Regions from separate parts of the Sus scrofa genome. Here region 1 is linked to region 2. The links are chromatin contacts, called in public HiChIP or PLAC-seq maps. All regions are on one chromosome and are shown on one strand. The core of a region is the stretch at or near the end of the contact, and the rest is flanking DNA. Distances in the headings are between cores, read along the strand shown. Region 1 overlaps TNFRSF21 (tumor necrosis factor receptor superfamily member 21). Region 2 has its middle 61 kb from the start of ADGRF1.

What was found. HiChIP or PLAC-seq counts read pairs in DNA pulled down with a chosen protein or histone mark.
Region 1: an H3K27ac HiChIP or PLAC-seq map of skeletal muscle shows a contact between it and region 2. The contact joins two enhancer-like sites. A contact is called at or near these places in 3 of 47 Hi-C or Micro-C datasets (heart right ventricle, liver and skeletal muscle) and 2 of 2 datasets of contacts at active chromatin or transcription factors (alveolar macrophages and skeletal muscle).

The regions. Positions count from the first base shown.
Region 1 is chr7:42,024,082-42,030,528 of Sscrofa11.1, reverse strand. TNFRSF21 (tumor necrosis factor receptor superfamily member 21) reads left to right here. Exons shown (of 6, transcript XM_003128430.4): 5 at 6,122-6,350. Among named protein-coding and RNA genes, the nearest start is that of TNFRSF21, 64 kb to the left of the region's middle. Within about 2 kb of position 4,473, at least 22 of the 83 cell types and tissues checked have an H3K27ac peak or open chromatin away from gene starts, as enhancers often do. A contact at or near this core is called in skeletal muscle, where this site is marked.
Region 2 is chr7:41,895,042-41,901,728 of Sscrofa11.1, reverse strand. No RefSeq gene overlaps it. Among named protein-coding and RNA genes, the nearest start is that of ADGRF1, 61 kb to the right of the region's middle. Within about 2 kb of position 5,223, at least 22 of the 83 cell types and tissues checked have an H3K27ac peak or open chromatin away from gene starts, as enhancers often do. A contact at or near this core is called in skeletal muscle, where this site is marked.

The DNA of each region.
Region 1 (6,447 bases), core at 3,224-5,723, 130 kb before region 2:
GAAACCAAAGTTACTGGCTATAGCTGGAGTATCTGGTATTTACATAATCACTCACCTTTGGCTCAGGACAGTCATCCAGCTGGAGGGCAAGGTCTGCCATTGAGTTTCAGGTTCTTGCAGACCCTTTGCCCTGGCTGAGGGGCCAAGGCCACCCCTTGTGGCCATGTGATGTCTTGTATTGAGTTTCCAGGGTTTGTCAGTTTCTCTAAATACAGTGAGCCCAGACAGGAAAGTGACATAGCTCAGCAAAGAAGATTACTCGGAAACTAGACCAGACCTGATCTTAAATCCTGGCTTCTGTGATCTTGGGCTGGTTACTTGAACCTCTTAGAGCCTCAGTTTTCCCATCTATAAAACGGGGCTCAGAAGAGCTACCTTAACATCAAAAGGATTCCGTATATTTCATGCCAAATCATTTAGCACAGTACTGGTGGTGGCTTATTTCTTAAAGTCTCTCTTTGTTTTACTGGGTCTGAGTAATCAGCTGGTTCACTCAGATGGAATAGCAATTAGTGTCCATTGAATTTAGCAAACGGGATTTTGAAAACCATCATTAAAGTGATAGAAATGTTCACAAATGTAGCATAAGAATCCTTCCTTCTTTCTAAGTGTTGGACGAGGTCCGGAGGGAAAGTTCAGTTGAAAGGGCGACTTTTTTTTTTTGAGTGTAAGGAGCTTTTTTCTTGAGTCTATCAGGCATATCTGGCTGCAGAGGGGGCAGAAAAGGGTCTCGTGGAATCCGACAGTGAGATGCCAAGAGCCAAGGGATTAAGTTGAACCATTTTAGCAGATTGGTGAGGGGCATCCAGTCTGGGTAATTAAGGCTTCATTTCAGAGGATCACTGATGCATCAAAGTTGTTAATTAGTTTTATGAAAACAGATTGTACAACCCCAGGGAGATTGTAATTGGGTAGTAATTGAAAATAACTCAGTGGTAAACCTTAGTTGAGGAACCAGTTGGGAATAACTTGGAAGGAGAAAAGGAGTTGGGGTCTGCAGGTGGGGAAGAGGGGAGAATGAATGGGCCATGGTGAAGATAAACAAGAAACAATTTGAACAGAGAAAGACCTAGAGTAGCCTTTTTCTTTTAGAAATGAGGAAACAGATCTGAAAAGGGGTGTGGTTTTTTCCTAAGACCACACACCCAGCTAGCTGTAGATTTCCTTTCTTCCCTTGCCATGGTGTTCCAGGATTGTCATGACTTTGATTTTTAGGAATCAACTGTGAAGATCATGAAACAGGCTGAAAAGAAGGCTTCTGGGGCCAGAACCCTCCACTCCTCCCTGTTGGCAGAGTATCTTCAGGAACACTTCTCCCTAGGAGAGAAAAAAAGGAGCCCCAACTCTTGTTTCATTTACATACCACCCTGGCCATGACTTTGGCTTCACCATCCATGGCTTCACCCTTCCCAAGATTGGAGGAACCCTTCAGCCTGCCACTACGTGTCATCTTAGGAAAGGCCAGGCACCAGGGAAATGTTTTTGGTTTTGCTATTAAAAGAGGAGAGTGCCTTCCGAGCTTCAGTTTCTGGTTGTGATTTGATCGCATACCCACTGTGGGCACGTGGAGTTGAGTTGCTGGTTGAGGCGTGGAGAGTTGCAGGGACACGAGTGGTTCATTCCAGGCCTTCCCAGGGCAAGTTAACTCACTGTTCTCACCACCACTGCTCTAACCTCTGCAGCCCAAGAAGCATTCAGCCCACAGATTTCAGTCGATACCTGTTGACCTAATCTGTTCAGATGGTTCCTTGTGCTCAGTGGTACTGGCAATCAGAAAGGCAAGTAGGCAGGTCCCCAGTGGGGCTTAAGGCGTGGCTCTTGTGGCTCGAATGTGGAGTGAGGTGAACCATTTATCTCTCTTCCCTTGTCAGTTTGGACTAATAGAATATCTGGAAGGACCAAGTGGATTTGCATCGAAACTAATCAGGAGGGGCGGGAATGGACAGGGAATCTGGGGTTAATAGATGCAAACTATTGCCTTTGGAGTGGATAAGCAATGAGCTCCTGCTGTATAGCACTGGGAACTATATTTAGTCACTTTTGATGGAGCACGGTGGAGGATAAGGTGAGAAAAAGAATGTACATGTGTATGTGTGACTGGGTCACTTTGCTGTGCAGTAGAAAATTGACAGAACACTGTAAAGCAGCTATAATGGAAAAAATAAAAATCATTAAAAATTTTTTTAAAAAAAGAAATTAATTAGGGGGACATTTGGGGCTCATTTGGCCAAAATAAGTTGCATCCTTTGAGGTTCACACAACAGACCTTTGTGGATTTGGGTTATTTGGGGAGCTCACCCCTCGTTATCCCTGCCCACTCCCCCTTTTTGGTCTGTCTTACTGTTTCTACCTTATTTCTCAAGTGAGTCTTCTAAGTTAGCATGATGACCTCCTGGCAACAGAGCAAAAAGAACACTGCTTTTCAAGTTTCTCCGAAGGGACTTCAAATATCCACTCCCAAGAAACCAATAAAAGGATAAAGTCAGTAGTTTCCCTTGTGGCTCAGTGGTTAACGAACCTGACCAGCATCCATGAGGATGTGGGTTCGCTCTCTGGACTTGCTCAGTGGATTAAGGATCCTGCATTGCTGTGGCTCTGGTCCACTGATTGGTTGATTGCCTTCATCGGCCAAGTTTTTCCAGAGGCCTTTAAGTCTTAATATTTGCTTCATGGCAGTAAGTTGGGGAAGAGTTTTGGCCTTTTGTTTCTGTGATAGAGAGGAGCTCAGCCAAGGAGATGATCTTCGAACGATCTGTTCCTTGGCTACCAATGTAAATAAGGGCTGCTACAGCCACAGCATTTTCAAAGTTAACGGAGGTGGTGACTGCTTTTTAAAAGAACATTGTTCTTCTAATTATAAAAGTTAATATGTCCCTGTAGAGAATTTGGAATGCCTAAAGAAAAAAAGAAATAAATCCAGCTACCTAGGATCTATTTTGTGATTGTTTTGATAAGTTTATGTTCAGATCTTTTGCAAGAGGATAAAACCATCTGCTATGGACATCTAGCTTTCTTGTTAGAGTATTTGTCTTCTTTTTTAACATCTGAATCTTATTATAAGTTCTGTTTATTTGCTATAAACTCAGTACTGAACTATAAACTCTCTGAGCTCATAAAATAATGTCTTCCGCCTATCCTGAGGTCTCAATTACTTGTCAGAGGAAGCACAGGTAATACAATGCTTGAGCTGCAGTGCCACAAACCAACTTTGATGGATATTGTCAATATTAAGGTAAAGGGAGTTTCTAGGGGCAATTTTTTTCTTTTTTAACCATTTTTTTTTATTGTAGTAGATTTACCATGCTCTGTCAATTTCTGCTATACTGCAAAGTGACCCAGTCATACATCTATATATACATATATATGTATATATATATTCTTTCTCTTGTCTCCCATCATATTCTATCACTAGTGATTAAATATAGTTCTCTGTGCTGTACAGCAGGACCCCATTGCTTATCCATTCTAAATGTTACAGTTTGTATCTACTAACCCCAAACTCCCAGTCCATTCTGCGCAAGCGCGCACACACACACACACACCCCTGCGTTTCTTTTTCTTATAGGAAAAAAAATGCAAGTAACTTCAGAGAAGTCTGGAATATGACCAGCTACTATGTATCCTCCTCATAGTGAAGGATCAGCTATACTTAGTAGCAGAATAGATTTTCTAGAAAGATGCTTGTCAGATGGTCTCTGGCTTTTGCTGTGGTTGTTAGCACCACTGTGGAGATATTAAAACCATTCTTAGTGGATTTTCCCATTCATTTGACTCACAATTAGTTATTAGCCAGCATCACCTCCGCATTCTGTGTTGCTAATGTATGTTAGAACTCATGTGCTTCATTTCCACTGATAAGATCCTTTGGCACAAAGCAAGGCGGGGGGATTAAATATTTAAAGTTTTGAACTGAGTTCAGGAAATAGGTGGGTGGACTTCTTAGTCTGTTGGCATGTGATTTGTGGGTGGGAATTTCTTTTTAAAAGCCAGAACAGTGCCCTATATTGACTGACCGTGTCGTCCAGTGTACTATCCCTGAGAACCAGAGTGTAGACAAGTGCTCTTTGTTTAACTGAGTGAATAAAAAAAAGCGTGTTGGCATGAATGGCAGTGTGCATTTTCAGGGAGGAGGGGCATGTGCCAGGGCCTAATGGACTCACATCTTAAAAATATACCCGTAAAACTTGTTTGCGGATCAAAAGAGGCTGATGGGAAGGCATGGTATCCAAGTCTTATCTTGTACCGGAAGCAGAAGCAGGATGTGGGCGGTTTTACGGAGGGAAAACCTATTGGGACTTTCGATGGGCTGTCACCAGAGGTCTTCAGAATCTGCCCTCTGTTGCAAGGATTTCTCAGGCCTTAGAGGTTGAACAAGAGGCAGCTGTATTTTTTGCCTTTTACAGCTAACTGTTCAGCGTCATCTGTTGAAATGAGGGTCAGTGTCTTCTTGATGGAGGAACTTGAAGATGTGTCACTGGTCATGTGGGAGTGGAGTCCGGAGGTTTCTAATGATGGGGGATTAATAGCTCTGGCGAGAGCACACATCACTCCCTGAACCCTGCCCTGCATCATCTGGTCACATGGCTTCCAGATTTCCTTCCACTTCTGAGGAACCAATAACAAGATAAAACCAGTAATTCCTGGCACGGCTCAGTGGTTAACAAACCTGACTAGTATCTGTGAGGATGTAGGTTTGATCCCTGGCCTTGCTCCGTGGGCTAACGATCCGGCATTGCTGTGAGCTGTGGTGTAGGTCACAGATGCGGATTGGATCCTGAGATGCTGTGGCTGTGGTGTAGGCTGGCAGCTGTCACTCCAATTGGAGCCCTAGCCTGGGAACTTCCATATGCCACAGGTATGGCCCTAAAAAGACCAAAAAAAAAAAAAAGCCAAAGCCAGCTGACTCCGAGATGCCACCAGTGCCTGTCAGATTTCTAATGTGGAGTGCCAAGGGACTTGAATTGAGCCCTGGCTTTCTCCCAGCATCTGTGCACCTTCCCGAGCCTTTGTCATTTCACCTGTAAAATGCGGCGATCCCACTTGTCACTTCCTCCCATCTCCACTGCGCACCCTGGGACAGGCCACGATCATACCTCACCTGGCTTCCTAACTGGTCTCCCTGTGGAAATTCTTGCCTCTCTCAAATCCAGCCCCCAAGCACCAGCCAGAGAGGTCACGATCCGCTCACTGTCTCCCTCTGTAACCGTCATGTTTATTTGCCTTCTTGCTGTTTCCCTGAGCATCACTGCCACCCCCACCCACCACCCCTGCCGCACGGCAGAATGCAGGCTTTGTGGTCTCCACTGCATCCTGAAGAGGCCTCCCATTGGCTCCAGCGGGGTGGTCCTCCCTCTCAGCTTCCAGCCCCTTTTGCCTTTGGGGTTTTCCTGTCTCATTATCTTTTTCAAGCTTTTTTTTTTTTTTTGCTTTTTAGGGCCTCGCTCAATGGGTTAAGGATTTGGCATTGCCATGAACTGTGGTATAGGTTGCAGACGCAGCTCAGATTTGGTGTTGGTGTGGCTGTGGCACAGGTTGGCAGCTGCCGTTCCGATTTGACGCCTAGCCTGGGAACTTCCATATGCCACAGGTTCTGCCCTAAAAAGCTAAAAAAAAAAGTTGTCTGAGAATTACATTTCTCCATAAATTTTAAATTAAAATTTATTTATTTAATTAAAGTATAGTTGCTTTATAAGGTCATGTTGGTTTCTGGTGAACAGCACAGTGGTTCAGGGTGTGTGTGTGCATATGTATGTGTATATATGTATACACATGATGTACTTTTTCAGATTCTTTTCCATTATAGTTTGTATAATTTTGGGTTTTGTTTTTTTTTTAAAGTCTTTTTTTTAAAGTCTTTTTTTTTTTAAGTCTTTTTTTTTTGCCATTTCTTGGGCCCCTCTTGCGGCATGTGGAGGTTCCCAGGCTAGGGGTTGAATCGGAGGTGTAGCCGCCGGCCTAGGCCACAGCCACAGCAACGCTGGATCCTTAACCCACTGAGTGAGGCCAGGGATCGAACCCGAAACCTCATGGTTCCTAGTTGGATTCGTTAACCACTGAGCCACGATGGGAACTCCATCTATAATTTTTGAAGTAAATAAAAATTTCTTGTTCTCGTCCACAGCTGGAAACCGACAAACTGGCTCTCCCGATGAGCCCCAGCCCCCTCAGCCCAAGCCCCATCCCCAGCCCCAACACGAAGCTTGAGAATTCCACACTGCTGACGGTGGAGCCCTCCCCGCTGGATAAGAACAAGGGCTTCTTCGTGGATGAGTCCGAGCCCCTCCTGCGCTGTGACTCCACCTCCAGCGGCTCCTCCGCGCTGAGCAGGACCGGCTCCTTTATAACCAAAGGTACAGATGGCTCCCAACATGAATTCACTCTTTTTTTTTTTTACTTTTATTTACTGAAGCATAATTGATTTACAGTGTTTCAGATGTAGAGCAAAGT
Region 2 (6,687 bases), core at 3,974-6,473:
AGTACTCTGAACATGTGTAATAGTGTGGAGTTGGAAGAAGTTAAAACTGGGCTTTCGACTTAAAAGTACCTCCCCGTGGCCTTGGTTGATGTCCCCAGCATCCTCTGGCTTTTCGCATAAGTCACCCTATCTAGAGCCATTCACCTCTGGCTTCAAAGGACAGATGAGGGTGGGGAGATAGGCCAGGAAACCCAGTTTGATATCATACCTATATTCAGCAACTTCGCTTTGACGATAAATTCATCTTTATCAGGATCACCTTTTAGTTTGTTTGGATCGTAATCGCATATGGCAGTTAGGTCATACCCTCCTCGACATCACAAACTTGAACCCATGGAAGCCGTGCCAAGCTCTGTAGATGTTCTTAATAAATTATTCATCCCATGGTCACTTAACAAATATTTATTCATGCCAGCTCTGTGCCAGGCAACGCTCTAGACATGAAAAAAGCAGACCAAAGTTCCTACCCTGATGGAGATTGGCTTTACGGAGGGTATATCTAGTTTCTGTATGCGCTGCATTTTTTTTGCTTATCACCAAAATGAAATTCAAAGAGCGCAAAATGAGAAGCAGGAACCAAAAACACAGATGAGAAAAGAGGGATGAGGAGCCCTCAGCAGGGAGCTCTTTCAGGTCTGCTGTGCCACAGAATCATCAGGGGAGCTGTTAGAAAGACAGAGCACCAAACCTCACCAGACATGCCTCGGGATGCATCTTCCAGGTGTGAGGTCTGGGCGTCATCCGAGGTGGGGGGCCCAGAATTGTTCCCCAACTTCCTGTTTGGAAATCACTGAGCTGGATGTTCTTTTGCTATTTGTATCTGTCCGTGTTCCAGCGGGGAACAAAAGGCACATTCAGGGGAATAAATGAAGGAAAGTTTACAAAGGGATGAGATTCAAATGTGTGGGCAGGCTGTTGGGAAAGCCTTGAAGGATGGCCAGTCACAGGGGGCAACTGTTATCATCGCTAAGCCTGAGGGAGAGAGAGGAGGCTACCCCCTCAGAACCATAGGCATGGAGTTCCCGTCGTGGCGCAGCGGAAATGAATCTGACTACGAACCATGAGGTGGCGGGTTCGATCCCTGGCCCTGCTCCGTGGGTGAGGGATCCGACGTTACTGTGAGCTGTGGTGTAGGTCGAAGATCCAGCTCGGATCTGGCATTGTCATGGCTGTGGCGTAGGCCTGCGGCTACAGCTCCGATTAGACCCTTAGCCAGGGAAGTGTGGCCGTAAAAAACAAAAGACAAAAAAAAAAAAAAATAGAGGCAGAGGGTGGAGGGGGCCTCTTGACAGGGGTTGTGACTTTGAGTTGGGAAAAACAGCCAGTTGGTTTGATTCAGGAAGTCCACTGGTCGAAACCGCCCAGGCCAGCATCCGAGGGTGCAAAGATGGATGGAGGATATAACTGCAAATGAGGATATTCTGCCCAAGCCCTTTCTCAGCTATGGAAGCATATGCACATATAATGCTACCCCAGTTGATCTAAAGCTATATTCCTAGTATTTCAGGGGAAAATAGTTTTCATGAATGATCTCTTACCACCTTATTAACTCCACTTGGTGCCGTGGAGACAATAAAATATCAGGTTTGTGTTCTTGCCTTTTTTTTTTTTTTTTTTTTTTTTCTTTTTTAGGACTGCATCCTTTGCATATGGAAGTTCCCAGGCCAGGGGTCGAATCAGAGCTGCAGCTGCCGGCCTACGGCACAGCCACAGCAACACCAGTTCCGAGGCACATCTGCAACCTACACCACAGTTCACTGCAACACGGGATCCTTAACCCATGGAGCCGCAACAGGAACTCCAGCTTTTTTTTTTTTTTTTTTGAAAGGTGTTAATGAGTAATCATTATATTCCATGTACTGTGATAATTTTTTAAAAAATTTATATAAAAATTTTTAAAAACAACAAAAAAAGGAGTTCCTGTCATGGCTCAGTGGTTAATGAATCCGACTGGGAACCATGAGGTTGCAGGTTCGATTCCTGGCCTTGCTCAGTGGGTTAAGGATCCAGCGTTGCTGTGAGCTGTGGTATAGGTTGTAGACGCGGCTCAGACCCCGAGTTGCTGTGGCTCTGGCATAGGCTGGTGGCTGCAGGTCTGATTAGACCCCTAGCCTGGGAACCTCCATATGCTGTGGGTGCGGCCCAAGAAAATACAACAAGACAATAAATAAATAAATAAATAAATAAATAAATAAAACAAAAAAGTTATAGAAGTACACTTCAAAGTAGGAATTATTATTCTACTGAAAAGAAAATTAATGCACAGAGAGGTTAAGACAGTTACCATGGGTTACCCACCGTGTAAGCATAAAGCGATAATTTGAGGTCAGATCTGTTTTATAACAATGTCTATGCTGTTAATCTTTATGCTGTTTTGTGAAGCTTCTTCTGGAAAATGTAAATCCCACTCCCCTCAGGAATTTGGAAGGCTATGCTCTGGGCAATTTTATCAAGAACAAGAAACCAAACTTCCTGAGTTCCCTCATGGCTCAATAGGTTAGGGATGCAGTCTAGTCACAGCTGTGGCTCTGGTTACAGCTGTTGTGTGGGCTCGACCCCTGGCCTGGGAACTTCTGCATGCCACAGACATGGTCAAAACACAAACAAGAAAACCACCAACCCAGCACAATTCCTTGTGTTCTTGAATATAGGCTCATATTTATTCATGATATCAAATATTTTTGTTTGTTAAATATTATGTAGCTCCCCATTCATACTGAGGAAGCAACTTGGCCTTGTAGATTGCACATGTATGATTTCCTGCATTCATGGCTCAGGGCTTCAGCATCAGGTTGGTATGTTATCTCTGTGCTCTGCTAGTGCTTCTGGGTTTGGAACAGAGCTAGGACGACCAACTGTTCTGATGTAGCCTGGACGGAGGGGGTTCCAGGATCTGGAGCTTTCATGCCAAAACCGAGACTGTGCCAGACATATCAGATTAGTTGGTAAATGCCAGGCTTTTTATTTTTATTTTCTTCTTTTTTGGCTGCCCCGTGGCATATGGAGTTCTAGGGCCAGGGATCAGATCCGAGCCACAATTGTGACCTATGCTGCAGCTGTGGTCAGATCCCTAACCCACTGTGCCCAACTGGGGCATCAACCTGCGTCTCAGGGCTCCAGAGATGCTACCAATCCTGTTGCACCCCAACAGGAACTCCATATGCCAGGTTTTTAAAAAGACAGCTTCAGTTTTACAATGAGAGCCTCAATAAATTCTTAAAACACACGAAAAAAATTTTAACTCTAATTTTTTTTTTTTGGTCATATTTTCCCTCTGTTTAAGACCCTGGTTAGATTTATCCCTGCAGTAACCTAAGTCTACGTTTTGGTCCTTCCTTAAGACAAATTAAGGACTTCCCACTGTGGCTCACTGGAAATGAATATGACTGTTTTCCATGAGGACGAGTGTTCAATCCCTGGCCTCCCTCACTGGGTTAAGGATCTGGCATTCTGTGAGCTGTGGTGTAGGTCGCAGACACGGTTTGGACCTGGCATTGCTATGGCTGTGGTGTAGGCTGACAGATGTAGCTCCGATTCGACCCCTAGCCTGGGAACTTCCATATGCCAAGGGTGTGGCCCTAAAATGTCCAAAAAAAAAAAAAAAAAAAAAGACAAATAAGTTGAGACAGAAGGGTTACATAATAGGATAGGGATAGGGAATTCAAAAAAGGTTCAGTCCAGACGAGTCATCTTGGCAGCCAAGTCAAGGATGGTGAGTGATGAAGGATGTGGCTCGTCCTCAATATAGCCCAGATCCCCATCTCTTAAGGTTTCAGTCCTAGACATGTGATCCTTGGCTTCGAGCACACAGGACTTATTGCACGATGCTGTCACTGCTTGTTTACTTCTTGTTTCCCTTGTTAGACAGAAAGATCACTGAGGTCAAGGGCCCGGCAGGCTCAGGACTTAGAACTGAGTCTGCTCCATGGCAGGGGAGCATCGGGGATACAAGGCGATGGTATATTTACTCCAGATTTGTTTCTAAACTTCCTCTGCTCAGTGTGACACTGGGCTTTGGTATTGCCCTTGAAGTACAGAAGGCATTTGAAGTGGGGGCCGGGGAACAGGGTGCCTCTTATCATAGGAGAACTTCCTGCTAAGTAAGTTTCCAATTTCATTCCCTAAAGATGGATCTGTCCTGGTGACTGTCAGTCCACCCCCCGCCCCGACCCCCACCCCCCCGACTCTACTTCACAGGAGTCGGGGTACACAAATGAAGACAGCCCCAGGCCCCCTAGGTCAGCTGGCTCTCAGATTCTCACAGGGCCCTCACTCATCCCTGTTGTTTGGGGGATGCCAGACAAATGAAAAAAGTTTATTTTTTACGGAAATAAAGGTGAGGTTCACGTAAGCCACTGAGGTTTCCTAATTAGGAAAAAAGAACTCATCCATCCTGTATGGTATTTTTTTTTTTTTTTTTTTTTTTGTCTTTTTGCTATTTCTTTGGGCCGCTTCCGCGGCATATGGAGGTTCCCAGGCTAGGGGTCTAATCGGAGCTGTAGTAACCGGTCTACGCCAGAGCCACAGCAACTCGGGATCTGAGCCGCGTCTGCAACCTACACCACAGCTCAGGGCAACGCCAGATCCTTAATCCACTGAGCAAGCGCAGGGACGGAACCCGCAACCTCATGGTTCCCAGTCGGATTCGTCAACCACTGCGCCACGACGGGAACTCCCTGTATGGTATTATTAAAGGGAGAGATGGAGTTCCCATTGTGGCTTGGCAGGTTAAGAACCCGACATAGCCTCTGTAAGGACGCAGGTTTGATTCCTGGCCTCACACGGTGGTTTAAGGATCCAGCGTCGCCATAAGCCGCAGTGTAGTTCGAAGATGTGGCTTGGATCCCACGTTGCTGTGGCTGTGGTGTAGGCTGGCAGCTGCATGCTCCGATTCGATCCCTAGCCTAGGATCCTCCATATGTGGCAGGAAAAAGAAAAAAAAAAGTAGCGAGAAGGATAGTAGAGAAGGAACTCATACTTACAAAGCACCTACTTTGTGTCGGGCAGAGAGCTAGGTTTTTCCATGTCCAAATGACTTGATTCCACGCCAGACTATTCTGAGATGATCATTTCTATTTACAGGCATGGCTGAGATGTGGCAGCATAATTTACCTAAAGTCATACAGCTGGCAAGAGGCAGAGGAGAGATCAGAAGCCTGATCCACGACACTCAAAAACCTCAGCCCTCGTTTGCTAACATGTAGTCCTGAAGTGTCACAGCTGCCTCCTGGTGGCCCTGAAAAATCTCTGGATTGGCTCCTGAGCCACCAGATTTCTTTCAGTTGCTAATGTTACCCAGTACTAATCATGATCAGGAAATACTCGGTTCTTGGCAGAGAAAGCTTACAAGATGCGTGAAGCTAATGGTGGGGATGTGAGCAACCCTTCCTATAAAGAAGAAACCATGGTTGTGGGGCTTCCTTATATTATTTGAGTGAAGACAGGCCCTTTGTCAGTGCTAATACAGTCTCGGCTTCAAGGTCACCAGTATCAGTTATTCACAAAGAATTAAGGCTGCTGAGGCTCGCCTTCCCTGGAGGGTGGACAGCTGGCCTTCCCCAGGACCTTTTCTGAGGGTTTGGGCTTTCGTATTTTGAACATCAGCGCCCTCTGGAGGTGAATGTTAGAGAAGCAAATGCAAGAGAGGACTCCCAGAGCTTTTTGCTCCTGCCTCCAAGGGCATTAGACAAAGGGCTGGGGACTTTGAAGGAACTTTTCCCCTAGTGGGACCCCAAGTAGGAAATATCATGGCACCACTGATAAGGAAATCAGTGGTCCCTTAATTCCGTGTCCAGCTTTGTCCCCCATGATGGATCTTCCCAAGGGTTCCATCCTGTTTACCTGTCTCAAGGTAATTAGGGCTCCAGCAGCAACTTTTCACCAAGGGGAGAGGAGGGATTCCTGGTGAAAAGGCAGTACCATTACACACAGAGTCTGTATTTTCTTTTCTTTTCTTTTTTTTTTTTTTTTTTGTTTAGGGCCGCACCCACCACATATGGTATTTCCCAGGCTAGAGGTTGAATTGGAGCTACAGCTGCTGGCTTGTATCACAGCCACAGCAACTTGGGATCTGAGCCACATCTGTGACCTACACCACAGCTCATGGCAATGCCGGATCCCTGAACGAGCAATCTGAAGGAGGCCAGGGATCAAACCCATCATGGATACTAGTTGGATTTGTTTCCTCTGTGCTACAATGGAAACTCTCAAGTCTGTGTTTTCTTTTTTTTTGCTATTTTTTGGGCCGCTCCCACGGCATATGGAGGTTCCCAGGCTAGAGGTTGAATCGGAGCTGCAGCCACCGGCCTACGCCAGAGCCACAGCAACGCTGGATCCGAGCCGCGTCTGCAACCTACACCACAGCTCACGGCAATGCCGGATCGTTAACCCATTGAGCAAGGGCAGGGACCGAACCTGCAACCTCATGATTCCTAGTCGGATTCGTTAACCACTGCGCCACGACGGGAACTCCTGTGTTTTCTTTATTAAGATAACAAGAAGTCCTAGAGAGGGGATGGAGATTCATGCCATGACTCTGTCCCTGCTGGGTAGTCCTAAGCCAGTGGTGGTAGGAGCTGGGGTGAATCCAGCCTAGTGCTTGTTGAACACCCCACTGTCTGCTGGGTTATACTTAAAAACTCATTGATTTCCTTAAGAAGAGGACTGCTATCCTTTGGTTCTTTTAAG